Regions from separate parts of the Ovis aries genome. Here region 1 is linked to region 2. Evidence: chromatin contacts called from public Hi-C data. All regions are on one chromosome and are shown on one strand. The core of a region is the stretch at or near the end of the contact, and the rest is flanking DNA. Distances in the headings are between cores, read along the strand shown.

Region 1 (6,590 bases), core at 557-3,056, 67 kb before region 2:
GAACCAACATCCACAATTTCAACAGTAGAAAAGCAAATGAGTAAAGAGGAGAAAAAAGACAGCCAGACGTAAAAACAGAGTAACAGCTAAGAAAATAAAAATAGACCCTCCTAAGAATGGCCTCTAAAGTGACACAAATTTTACAGCCTCTAAGGTGTGTTTCTTTTTCACGTGCTTAGAGGGGTATCTCTTTAGGAACTCAAACAGCTGTTGTGAAATAAACTCCTATTTATCTAAAAGCAGAAAGTTAAAAAGTTAAAACTGAAAATCCTGTGTAATATAATCATTTAGGCTCAAAATGATAAGTTAATGTCTACTGAGCGCTCAATATATACACCAGCCACTGGGAAAAGGTATCATACGCATCACCTTCTTCATTACTCTTAAACGCTTATAGGGAGTTTTCTCCATTTTACAGATGAGAAAACTAAGTTTCAGAAAGGTCACTTGCCAAAGTTACTGACCTTGGGAGCCAGGCATCCTGGGTTTGAATCCACTTTGTTTCTTTCTTTCTGACTTTTGATGGTCACCGTCAGGTTTTAAAAGTTCCTGAAGTGTCTCCTGACCATGTGAAAATTCACTTCTTTTGTTTGATTCAAATCAAGTCTGATTTGTACCCTGCCATGCCTGTGTAAGTTTTACAGGGAAAAAAAAAAAAAACAAACACCCCACCTCACTGAAGTCGGACTCCTAGTTTCAAGGGATATGGGATCAAATAAAGTCATAAATGTGAAAAACCTTTGGAAAATATAAAAACATTCTACAGGACAATGAGGATACCACTGCTTTGAAAGATGTCAGACACATAGGGTGATTCTCAGTGGCCCAGAATATTTTGAATCAAAACGCCTGCACCTAACCCATGAGAACCTTAGTAACCTGTGATCAAGCTGTCTTTTCTCCTCCACGGGAAAGCTGCAGAAACCATGGGTTTGTTAGAGGCTGGACATCACAACCTCGTTTCTGGGCAGCGACCACTGGGGCTCGCTCAGCGGGGCACGTTTGTCAGGAGTTACTCTTTAACAGGCAGGCACGGAAACGCCGAATGGGCAACCAAGTGTGAAGATGCAAAGGCCTACCAGTTACACGTGGGAACACCAGCTGACCTGATTAAAGGCCCCGCAGCCCGGGGGTTTCAGGAGACCTCTTAGCCCTGCGTTAACCAGCCGGCCGCAGGCCCCTGATGAACCGGCCCCTTCAGTGTCTCCCCTGATCTTCCAGGAGTTTCCAGCTTTCGCCTGTGTGCATGGTGTGGAAACAGCATTAAAGCAAGAGGGTTTTTAAAATTAATTTATTTAATTGGAGGCTAATTACTTACAGTGTCGTGGTGGTTTTGCCACACATCGACATGAACCAGCCACGGTGTACATGTGTCCCCCATCCTGAGCCCCCTCCCACCACACCCCATCCCCCTCGGTTGTCCCAGAGCACCGGCTTTGAGTGCCCTGCTTTATGCATCGAACTTGGGCTGGTAATCTGTTTCACAGTCCTCGGAAAGGGCTGACCAGAGCTCGTTACTTGTTTGACCGGAGGGCTAAGGGACTGGAAACAGACACTCTCTGGTTTCAGGCTGGGCCGCCTTCACCTCCTGCGTCCTCCCTTCTACGAAGGAGATGGGGCGCGGGGGCGGGGCGGCGGGCAGTGTAGACGCTCGATGGGCGGGAGGAAAACACGGGCCTGACCCGCGTCCTTGGAAGCCAGCCCACCGCGGGAAGGAGGCGTGTTAAGCCCTCTGCCCCCCGCCTCCTCCCCCGCCCCGGCTCTGCGACCCCGGGGTAAAATGCCAGCGGCCGCCCGCGCTCCGCACGCCGCGCGCGGCGCCCAGCGGAGGAAGGGGCCGGCGGGGAGGGCGCCGCCCAGAGCCGAGCGGAGCGCGTCCGTTTGTCCGGCGTGAGCCTCGGAAGCGACACCGCCCGGACCCCGCGGGCCCCGCGTCCCAGCCCCGCTGCCCGGCTGGCGCCGCTGCGCCCCAGCCCCGAGCCCCGCAGCCCTGCGCGGCGCGCAGGTGGCTCCGAAGCCCCCGGCCTCGGGCGCCCCCCGCCGGGGACAGGCAGGCGGCGGCGCGCGCGGAGGAGCCGGGCGCAGGGCTGGAGAGGCGGCCAGCGCCGCCAAGAAGCCGCGAGCGTCCCCGATGGTGCCGCCGCCTCCGAGCCGGGCAGGGGCGGCGAGGGGCCGGCTGGGCAGGAGCCTGGGTCCGCTGCTGCTGCTCCTGGCGCTAGGACACGCGTGGAGCTACCGCGAGGAGCCGGGCGACGGCGACAGGTTCGCGCTGCGGGTCCCTGCTGCGTGCGCTCCCGGCTCCCGGGCGCAGGCGGTACCCTCTCCCCATCCCACCCCGCCGGTGCCCCGCGCGCTCTCGGCTTCCCCCGGCGCTCACCCATCCTGGGTTAAGGAAACAGCTTCGTAGACTCCGGGGTAGGCGCCTCTCCGCGCGCACACCCCGGGCTCCCGCGTCCGGGGCTCGGGGCTCGGTGACACCGCGCGCCGCCCTCCTGCCGCCGTCAGTGTCCCGCTTCTGTACTTCTTCTTTCTCTTGGGGGCCGGTTCGCTGCGTGGGACCCTCGCCGGCCCGGACCTCGGGGTCCTCCCCGCGTCCGCGCTCGGGGACCGGCGCCGCCTCGGCGCGCGGAACGCGGATGACCGGCGCGCATTGCCGGCCACTCTCGCACGGAGCGGCCAACCAAGTTCCCCTAACTTTTTCAGAGAAATCTGCTCGGAAAACAACATCGCCACGACCAAGTATCCGTGTCTGAAGCCTTCGGGGGAGCTCACTACGTGCTTCAGGTAAGCCCCGGGGCTCGGCTGACCGGGCTGGTCCGGGAGGCGGCGCCCGCAGGAGGGGCCTGGAGACGCGCTCGGGGACCGCGGCCACCGGTGGGGTGCTCTGTCCTCTCTGGTGCAAACTTTTTCTTTCCCCTTGTGTGTGTGGTTTCTGAGCCGGAGCAACCACGGGCAACTGAGTGTCCGCACCTGGAGTTTCTGCTCTCAGAACCCGAAGGCGGTGGTTTACCGCTCCCCGAGATGCTGGCGTGGTGGTTGGAGGAAAGGTTGCCAGTTTCATGAAGAAAGGGGATGGGACAGTGGGGTAAGCGGTGCGGCATAGCGAGGCGTAGCCAAGATAAGTGGTTCCGATTGCGTTTTGTTTTGAACATAAAGTCAACAAGGAAATCCTTAGTCCCTAGCTCTCTGTTGACCTTCTGCCGGGACAGAGTGTAACTTTGTCACGGCCTCTGGGCGGGCGGTGGATAAGGTTGTTCCGTAAAAACCAAAAGCGTCAAGATGGTTGAGTCACGGAAGAGGATCCATCTTCCTGAAAATTTGGTCCGCAGATCACCTGGGTGCTTGTTAAAAGCAAATGTGACGAGAGCCAGGGCGTCTGATTGGAAAACTGCCCCAGGCAGTTCTGAGGGAAGTCAGTGTTCCCTGCGTGCAGCTCTCTGAACGTGAGGAGCGGTTCGTTGTCACCATAGGGGACCACGGGCAGTGTCCCCGTGCCTTCACCAGAAGGAGGCACGCACCCACAAAGACTTGTGAGTTGCCTGCGTTTTAAAGGTATAGTGTTCGAGGTCCAGGGATCACACACTCCCAGCAGATTCTATCTCCGCGATTCCTGTACTGTCTAGGTGCCAGAATCAACCCTGGGCAGTACAGGATAACAGGGTACTCCTCAAAAGTGAGTTTGAAAGAGAAGGAAGTTGCCCTAATGATGTGGTAGCAGATGACTCCCCATGGTCTCAGCTGCAAAAAGCTGCACACACTCTAAGGCCCAGGTGTGGATGGTTTCAGGGCTGGTGAAAAAGCACCGCCAGCTACGTCACAGACCACACTTTAGAAATCTGCTGGCAACAGAATGACAGTGATCAGTTCAGGGAGCCAACAGTCCTGTGAATCCTTGGGAAGGGATTCTCTGAGCCGTGGGCGGTCAACACTAAACAGAAATGTGAATTAGTAGGGAAGACTGGAGTGTGGTTCAGTTGGCAGGTAAAGTCTTGGAGAAGTTAACAGGTAAGCAAGGTCTACCCAGCCGGGGACCTGAGCTGGTGGTGGCGGCTTCAGGATTCTGCCTGGCTCCAGCCCTGGATTTCATCCACACTGTTTCTTAGGATGCATTTCCCCCCATCACTACAGCATAAAACCTTGATTTAACATGGAATGTGTCCCTGAGATGGTTTGCTCATTATTTGGTCCCTGAAAGTCAAGACTGCCCATAAGTCAATGACAGTTACAGAATGCATGTCCAATTTTCAGAAACCGTGAGCGCCTGATTAGCCTTCTAAGCTGATTTCATTTGTTACGCTGTTACTGTCATTTCCACAGCACCCCCCCCCCAACCCCCCAAACTTTGGAAAACAGTGCAGTGTTTTTTCCTACACTGAGACTCTTACAGGAGACATGAGCAGTGTCTTGATGTGTTTTCATTAACGGCTACTCAAACAACCTGTGAGAGCTAACAAAAAGGATATCTTCCTAGGAGAAAAGAGCTTGGAGGGATGGGAGGTGTTTTCAGCTGGAGAAAATGGTCCCTGTGAATATTGTCTCTCTGGCTTTCCTCTCGGAGTTCTAAGTGTACTTTGCTGACTTCGCACAACCTCCATCATTCAGTAACTCCCTGGAGACAGTCAGCTGGAAGCTGCTGTCCCTGGACCCCGAGGACGGAGGGACGCTGTGTACCGATTGGTTTGTGAATCCTGTCGACTTGGCCCTGGAGACCCTTGCTCCTCCTGGTGTGGTCTGGAAATTGGCGTCATCCGGGAGCTCATATTGTCTTGGGGCCCTGCCCAGCCCTCCTGATCCAGAACTTGCATGTTAATGAGATGTGCATTAAGGCTTGAAGGGCTGCCATGGAAACCAGTGTCTCAACGAGTGTCACGGTGCAGACCCATTTGGGCAGGTCCTCAGGAGCTCAGAGGCCTCCGCAGTTGAGCGGGTAGTTAGCCCTTCTACCACACTGACATAAAACCAGAGACAGAGCCAGCCTTCCGGGAAGCTGGACTCGTTAACTGTTGGGTGACCCTTAATTAAGCTGAGGGAAGTGTGTCTGGCTGCATAGAATCTCAGTTTTAACAGAAGTCTCTTGTGAAAGGATTTTTGCGCAAGAGAATGAGTCCCAGAAGTCATTCCTGAATTGTAGAAAGTGATTATTTTTTAAACACTGACTTTTGAAAACTCATTGGCATGGAGGATGAGTTTAATATTAAATAAGTAAACAAATATTGTAGATGTGAGTTATAAATCTGATCTACCATTACTCCTGAAAGTATATGGAGACTTAAGTATCATAATATGGGAAAGAGAATGATGGGGTGGGAATAATATTTGTCCTGGACCCCACCACTACCTGCATACAGCTGTTTTCCATGGTTTCACCTAAGCAGCATCTTTCCACTTTAACCTTCTATTAAATGACAGCTGGAGGACTTACTGTATGTTCCGCACAGTCCTCTGCACTTTATGTACATGTAGCTCTAATGTTCAAAGCCACTCTGTAGCATGTGGGTGTCTGTTTTACAGAGGGAACTGAAGCTCTGGGCTTTAGTCCACTTGCCCAGAGTCACAAAGTTAACACACGTCTGACTTCAAAGCCTGGGCTTTGAAGTCATCCTGGAGGTGTCTACAGATGAGCCTGAACTTCCAGATCTGAGATCTAAGTAAGGAAGACTAGAAATTTAAATAGATACAAACGCAAGCAGTTGGTAATTCCAGCATCCGCCGTGACCACAGTGGTTTTCTGAGTTACCGTTGCCCTTGATCTGTCTCAAAAAATTGGCTTTATATTATCATTATACACAGAATTGGTTCATGCACGGAGAGCTTTCCTTCCTTGTAGGATTTCTTTCATCTTAATCGCATTCTCTGTCTCTAGAGACTCTACCCCATTGTGCTTTGAGCCAAGTCCCTGAAGTTGATGAAATTCTGAATGAATGCCTTTGGCAGCTTAAAGGACACGTTCGCTCGGTGTTATAATCTGACATACGGCAGAGCATATCTTTTACCAGCAGTTAAGATTTCACGGTTTGTGTGACTTATCTAGGCTCTAAATTTATTCTACCCAAGCACATAAAGTTATGGTATTTACCCTCTTGTGGCTATTAGTTTTCTTCCTGCTCCCAAACCATGTAATTTTTAAACAAAATGTTTGGGTTTACTTTTTGTTATTTAATTGCTAAGTCATGTCTGACTCTTCGCTCCGTAGCCCTCCAGGCTCTCTGTCCACAGGATTTCCCAGGCAAGAATACCGGAGTCGGTTGCCTTTACCTTCTCCAGGGGATCTTCCTGGAACAGGGCTCAAACCTGGGTCTCCTGCATTGGCAGGTGGATCATTTTTACAGCTGAACCATTGGGTCTCATCAGCAAAACGACATGTTAAAGCCTTTTTTAAAATCAGAAAATACATTTGAGTGTGGGAAACATTAAGACATGAACTTGAGTCTGTATCCAATAAGCATGCTAGTTAACACTTTGGATACATGAGCCGATTTCGGATTTGAGCATCTAATATGTGCTTAAAATAGTCCTAGAAAACACGTAAGCAGCCTCTGGTCAAGTTTTTCAGAATTGGTTTTTCGACCAAGGACTGTAACTGTAACCAA
Region 2 (6,634 bases), core at 3,252-5,751:
GTTTCGAGTGCGTTCTGAAGGTAGAGCTGAGAGGGTTTGCTCCTGGGTTAGGATTGGACTGGAAGCAGAGGCAGGGTTGCAGGCCTGTAACTAGGAGGCTGGGGCAGCTGAGAAGAGTCTGGGGGAGATGAGCTGTTCAACTTGGGCAGTTTTGTTTGTTTTTGACACACTGTGCGGCATGTGGGATCTTACTTCCCTGACCAGGGATCGAACCCATGCCCCCGAACTGGAAATGTGAATTCTTAACCACTGGACCACGAGGGAAATCCCCTGGGCAGTGTGGCATTGGGGAGAGAGGGCTGTTGGAATCCAGAGAGAGATGTGAGTGGGCACTTGGGCATGCCGGGCTGGCGGTCAGGGTGAAGACCAGGCTTTAACGAAGACACGCTTCCCGAAAGGTTGCCTGGTTTTGGGTTAGATTAGGGCTCAGACGCAGCTGTCACAATCTGCTTCATGTTAAGTCACTAAGTTCTGTCTGACTGTTTGTGGCCCCATGGACTGAAGTCCACCAGACTCCTCTGTCCATGGGATTTCTCAGGCAAGAATACTGGAGTGGGTTGCCATTTCCTCCTTCAGGGGGTCTTCCCAATGCAGGGATCAAACCCACATCTGCATTGGCAGGCGGGTTCTTTACCACTGAGCCGCCTGGGAAGCCGAGCCATCGGATTAGCACCCACCCTAATCTAATATGACCTCATCCTAACTTGAACGTATCTGCACAGACCCTATTTCCAAATAAATTCACTCCTCCAGGTGCCAGAGGTGTGAAGCCTTGAACGTATCTTATGGGGAACTCAGCTCTACTCACTACGGTGCTGAAGGCAGAAAACAGAAGACTGGGCTGTAAAATGCAGCATCAGCTCAGGCAGTGCCGCATCATCAACATGAACAGCTGACTTAGTCACTGGCGTCATATTTCTTCTGTGAAACTCTGGACTACTGCAGACAAGCTCTAACCGCCCACCCCCGACTCATGACATTTCACGTCGGGGTTTGCCACAACCAAGTGTACTCAGAGCCCGGCTGGTGCGTTTCGCAGCATGGGTCATTCCAGGAAACGTCTAGAATCACCATGAAAAGGAATGGACTGAAATGGGGGTCTCTATCCAGCACACCCATGAACTGCTGAAGGACGAAATCAGCTTTGTGCTTCTCTGAAAGGGAGAGGAATCAGAAGAAAAGTGATGAGAGTGATTTCTAGCTGGGAATGGATGTACGTGAATTTCTAAGACCACGGACCAAGTTGGGAAGCCTGGAGAGAGGCAGAAGAGGGCAGGTTTAGGACTACCCAGTGCAAACCTCAGCCCTCAGTGACCCCAGGCCTTAACTTTCCTGTCTGTAGAATGGGCACACTGGCGGTACTGATCTCGCAGGGCTCTTTTGAGGATGTGGTGAGTTGATCGCGTGGCGGTGGCACAGTGCAGGGCTGAGAGCATGGATTCTGGAGTGAGGTGGCCCCGGGGGCCCACCCTTCCCCACCACTATTCCCGCAGTGACCTTGGATGAGGTCCTCAGCGCTCTCGTTTGTCTCTCTGTAAAATAAGAATAATACCTACCTCATTGTTGCTGGGAGATTTAAAGGAGCAAATATGTGTAAAATCCTTAGCACAGCGCCTGACGCAATAAATGCCCTTTATTTCCCACATTAAGGTGCTTGAGTGCCAGGATCACAGTAGAAGCTCAGTAAGTAACTGGTGGCTGTTCTATCATGGTTGTGACATTCTTCTCCCCATCCTGTCCTCAGAAGTCGCGTCTGAGCCTTCTATGAGTCAGCCAGGCCCTGAAAACAGTGCTTTTCCTAGGGGCATTTACATGGTGAAAAGCTTGAACTTTCTAAACAGATGGATTGAAAGTGACTAACTTATCCCAGAACATACTGTGGGATTCTTTCAATAAACCACTTAAACCACTTGAAGATGGAACTTTAGTTACTCTCTCAATAGGCTCTTTTTCTCAGGAACTTATTGCATAAAGTGGATTAGGTAAACATTCTGTTCCTTTGTCCATTGCATGTTCGTCCGAGGCAGTACCCACTTCTGTGCTTTGGTACTTTCACTCAAAATGTTTAGCTCTTATAATTTTCTTATTAACTTCACCTAAGTGATCATGACTGATTTAAGAACTCCAGAATGTCAGCATTGAATGTTGCCTTGAAGTGAAAGTGAAGTCGCTCAGTCGTGTCCGACTCTTTGCGACCCCATGGACTGTAGCCCACCTGGCTCCTCCATCCATGGGATTCTCCAGGCAAGAACACTGGAGTGGGTTGCCATTTCCTTCTCCAGGGGATCTTCCCGACCCAGGTATCGAACCCAGGTCTCCCGTGTTGTAGGCAGACGCTTTACCGCCTTAGAAATTCCTAAATCACACCCACTGCTGGCTCTGCACTTAAGAATGTTGCCTCAGATGGTAAGAAGGTGGCTCTCTTTCTAGAACTTACTCTGTCTCCTTTGCACACGAGGAGGCTGCGTGTCTCCAAAGCTCCCTGTAAACATTAGTACCTGGCTACGGTTTGATGCTTTTGTGTGGGTCTGACCTTCTACTTAAAGCAGGGCATCTCAGATTCCATTTATGACATTAGTGTCCAACCTGGGACGGGGGTGGGGGTGGGGTTAAAAATCCTGGATGCCTTGGCCTCCTGGAGACTGGGCTGTGGGTGATACATTAAACCCTGCAGCTGGTGCAGAGCCATGGTTGAGAACCATCAGTTATCATGAGGTCTTGTTGCTGCTGAGTTCAAACTTGTATTGCTCACCACACAACAGGCCAGTAAATCAAAGCACAAGTTGTTGGGGCAAGGAATAGAGACTTTCTTTGAAAAGTCAACAGACCCAGAAGATGGTGGGCTATTGTCCCAAAGAACCATCTTAACCTGGGTTAGAGTTGATGCTTCCTTTATACTAAAGGGGGTGGTGGTGGTGTGATTGAGTGATGCAGGCTTCTTGGTGTCAGGAGCCTTTGTTCTTGCAACTGTCCACATAGGTCAGTTCACGGTGTTCCGGTAAATCTCCAACACGGCATGCTGTTCTTGGTCTGCAACGTTTTATCTCCATATGAATGGGAAAATTTATACCTTTAAAGGTTGGAGCCTTGAGAATGGGCCTTCCTGTATGTTTTAGACAATAGGCAACAATTCTTATAGCAAAAGGGACAGAATACAATGTTGAAGAAACAGATCCAATGTGGGGCCAGATTTGTTCTTCCCTTTTACACTATCTCCTTTATCCATGAGCACGTTGCCTTCTTAAGGTCAGTGAATAATACAAGTAAAGTAATAAAGCCTTGGGCTTCTCTGTTGACTTAGTTGGTAAAGAATCTGCCTGCAATGCAGGAAACCTGGGTTCAACCCCTGGGTTGGGAAGATCCCCTGGAGAAGAAGATGGCAACTCACTCCAGTCATCTTGCCTGGAAAATCCCATGGACAGAGGAGCCTGGCCAGCTGCAGCTCATGGGACTGCAAAGAGTCGGACATGACTAAGCTGCTGAGCACAATCAGAGCCCGGTGATTAATTAACTAATAAGAGCCCGAGGAATGACTGAGGGCTGGTGAACCCAGATGAAACCCTGGGGAAGCAACCTGGCCAATAGGGGCTGGTGGCAAGTCTGACTCTGAGCTTGTCTGAGGCGCATTCCTTTTTTTTTTTTTTTTTTTTTGCCGTGTCTAAAAGCCTCTCGGGCTTGCAACAGCTGTGGCCTCTGTGCTTGTATTAAGAGGAAGCCGAGGCCCTCTTGGTCTTTGCTCAGCCTGTTTCGTGGCCACCACCTCTAACAGTACTGAAAAACTCAACTGTGCCTTCTGTTTAAGCAGCAGGAAGCCTAACTCTGTTTTTTGTTCTTAGTCCCTAGAGTACACTGAGGTTGGAAAGTTATGTTTGCTAGATGTTGGCATGCCAACAGTCACAAATTTTAAAAGCGGAGGAAGCAGTTGAAATCGCCTGCGTGTTTCAGGAGTGATGCATCCCTCCCCGCTGCTTCCTCCTCCCACCCTCGCGCGTCCCCTCATTTCAACTCGAGATGCTCTTGTCTCTGCAGCTGGGTCCCAAATGTTCTCTCATGGCCTTGGAATGGTTCTGTCACAGGCCAACGGGAATTTGAGGCTGAGATGTTAAGGTCTGGCCAATGAAAAGGAAATATCAATAATGTCCTCTGCCAGCCTGGCAGTGAGGAATAAGGGCAGCTAGCGCTGCAAAGAACTTCTCGACCAGAAGCTCTGAGAAGCGAGCAGGCAGCTGCACAGCTTAAATTGCCTTTCTTGTGACCTCGGAGGCCAGACCGCCCTCTTTTTTATGCAGAAAGGTGATTGTGTGATTCCGTTCAGTTCATCACACACACACATACACACACACACACACACACACACACACACACACCCCTCCATCATTTGGAACGAGTTATTCCTAGTGGCCTTGTGGTTTGGGTCTTTATGCACTGGGGAACATGTTTAATAAAAACCACACGATTCATTCTGACAGCCTTGGACCGCCTCCCCCAGAGTGAGGGGCCGCTCGTGACTGGCTCTCTTCTGCTCTCAGCCTGTGCTTTTGATTGCACAACCAGGCATTCCTTTGAATTCATGTGTGTCCTTAAAAACAAACCAGCCGTGCTTTCGGTAACGCAGACTCTACCCCTCTCTGTGGTCGCTGGTGAATGTCTTTATCCTTCTGAGTGGAGAGAAGGCTGAATCCGAGATTCGTAAACAAAAAGTGCCCCCTCCCGGCTCGGGAGTGCTGCTCTGAGCCCCAGCAGGCACGGAGTGAGACTCGGGAGAGGGTCAAGCCCACGGCCGCTCAAGTTCCACGTGGGTGGATGTATTCCGAGGGTGTGATCCTGCAGAGTCAGGACCCAGGAGGACCCCTGTCCTTGAGCAGACTGTGCTCAGCAAGAGGCAGGGTGCCACCCGGCTGGTGGGGCCAGGAGGCAGCTGGGCTTGCGTTCTGGCTCCGCCGTCTCTGCGTTCCGTGTCTTGGACATGTGCCTTGCCCATGCACCATGGTCTTTGTGTCGTGGGAGACAGTGATGGTTCCCAGCTGACTGAGGGAGTGGGCAGAGCTTCACAGGACTCAGCGCGGGCACTCACAAATGGCAGCAGTTACGCGGCGGTGGACGCGGCAGTCAGTGCGGTCAGCGGGCCCTTTGCATCCTGCCGTCTGCGCTGCCTTTGAAATCCCGAACAGTGTCAGGTTTCTCAGCCGTGTTTCCGTCAGATCTGGCGCCGCAGAGCTCTTGACTTGCACCAGAACCCTGCAGCAATCAGGAAGAGCTGCTGCTCGTGAGAACACTTAGGAGGGTGCACTGCAGCCTGTGCCGCTCACTCCAGTAGGTGACGTCCCACGAAGTTCTGAGCAGGATTGCTGACCTCTGCGTCTGTGTGGAATGGCCACTCTGCGGTCAAATGATGATTTGGGCAGGACCGTGTCCGTTGATTCATCCATGCAGGACTTAAGACGGGTGGCCTTGAGGTGGCCCCGTCATTGAAGGTTCTCCGGAGCACTTAGGTAACGGCGGGAAGCACCCTTGGGGAGTGTCGTGAAAGAGAACAGCAAGGGGACGTTGGACCTGGAGGCAAAGTTGGGCACCTGCTGACGAGGTGGAGCGGCGCTGAGAGAAGGCAGGCGCTGACTCATTCAGGGGCAGGGCTGGGGTGCGGAAGGGCCCCTGCAGACGGGGTTCTCGGCGTAGGGGTTGTGCAACTGTCTTGTAGGCTGGAGTCTCCTGTAGATGAAGTGTGAGCGTGAGTCCATGGCCCAACTCTAACCATAGCATCTGGGCACTGCACGGTCCCCATGTGGAGTCAAGCTCCTGCGTCTGATATTAAGGCAATGAATGAAGAGCTGGTGGCTGTGTTTCTCCCCATCCCCAACACAGGCTGTCCCCTTCTCTCATCTGGGCGCTGGGGCCACACAGATGACAGGAGGGAGATAGGCTTTGGAGTCAAGAGATCTGAGTCCAGCCAGCAGCGGGACCAGCAGGTTTCCCACCTCTCAGCCTCTTTTTGCTCATCTGTAAAATGGGAATGGTCCCGTATCTTTTTGGAGGACCAGTTTGGGATTTGGTTACAACCTAGGTAATGGGAGGCATGCAGTATTTGCTTAAAATTGTAGCACTTGTTACTTAGGGTTATTTATCGATGTACCTGAACATAAGAGATGTGGGTTCAATCCCTGGGTCGGGAAGATCCCCTGGAGGAGGGCATGGCAACCTACTCCAGTACCCTCGTCTGGAGAATCTCATGGACAGAGGAGCCCGGCAGGCTACCATCCATAGGACCACAAAGAGCTGAACAGGACTGAAGCGACCTAGCACGCTCGCTCACACGCATCCATGCATCTGAGCCCTCTGTATTCGAAGGCGGGAGGCCCAGCAGTGCCCATCGTGGGCAGTGGGAGCACTGACGCCAGGGTTCCAGCACAGGTGGCCAGGCTCTCAGAAGATGTGCCAGTCCAGGTTCAAGTCCAACAGGAATGAGGGGCTGATTCGACTCGTCCTGACGGACTGTCCATCTTTGCACCTTCAGACCAAGGGTAGACTCCAGACCTTTCCCTCTTAAATCTGCTTGACCTGAGTGTGCGTGGGCTTTGTTCTGGGCTGTTTCCCAGCAGCCCCTGGATTCCCAGCCCTTGCTGTGCTGTTGCAGAGT

What was found. Hi-C and Micro-C count contacts between places; a contact is called where the count stands out from the background.
Region 1: a Hi-C map of tail adipose tissue shows a contact between it and region 2, with 2.2 times the contacts expected there. The contact joins the promoter of CCBE1 here to the enhancer-like site in region 2. A contact is called at or near these places in 2 of 16 Hi-C or Micro-C datasets (skin fibroblasts and tail adipose tissue).

What each region holds. Positions count from the first base shown.
Region 1 is chr23:58,942,244-58,948,833 of ARS-UI_Ramb_v3.0, reverse strand. It overlaps CCBE1 (collagen and calcium binding EGF domains 1), which reads left to right and starts at 1,806. Exons shown (of 12, transcript XM_042239137.2): 1 at 1,806-2,262; 2 at 2,704-2,784. The coding sequence starts at 2,132.
Region 2 is chr23:58,878,073-58,884,706 of ARS-UI_Ramb_v3.0, reverse strand. All of the region lies in intron 2 of CCBE1 (collagen and calcium binding EGF domains 1), which reads left to right. Among named protein-coding and RNA genes, the nearest start is that of CCBE1, 66 kb to the left of the region's middle. Within about 2 kb of position 4,501, at least 15 of the 54 cell types and tissues checked have an H3K27ac peak or open chromatin away from gene starts, as enhancers often do. A contact at or near this core is called in tail adipose tissue, where this site is marked.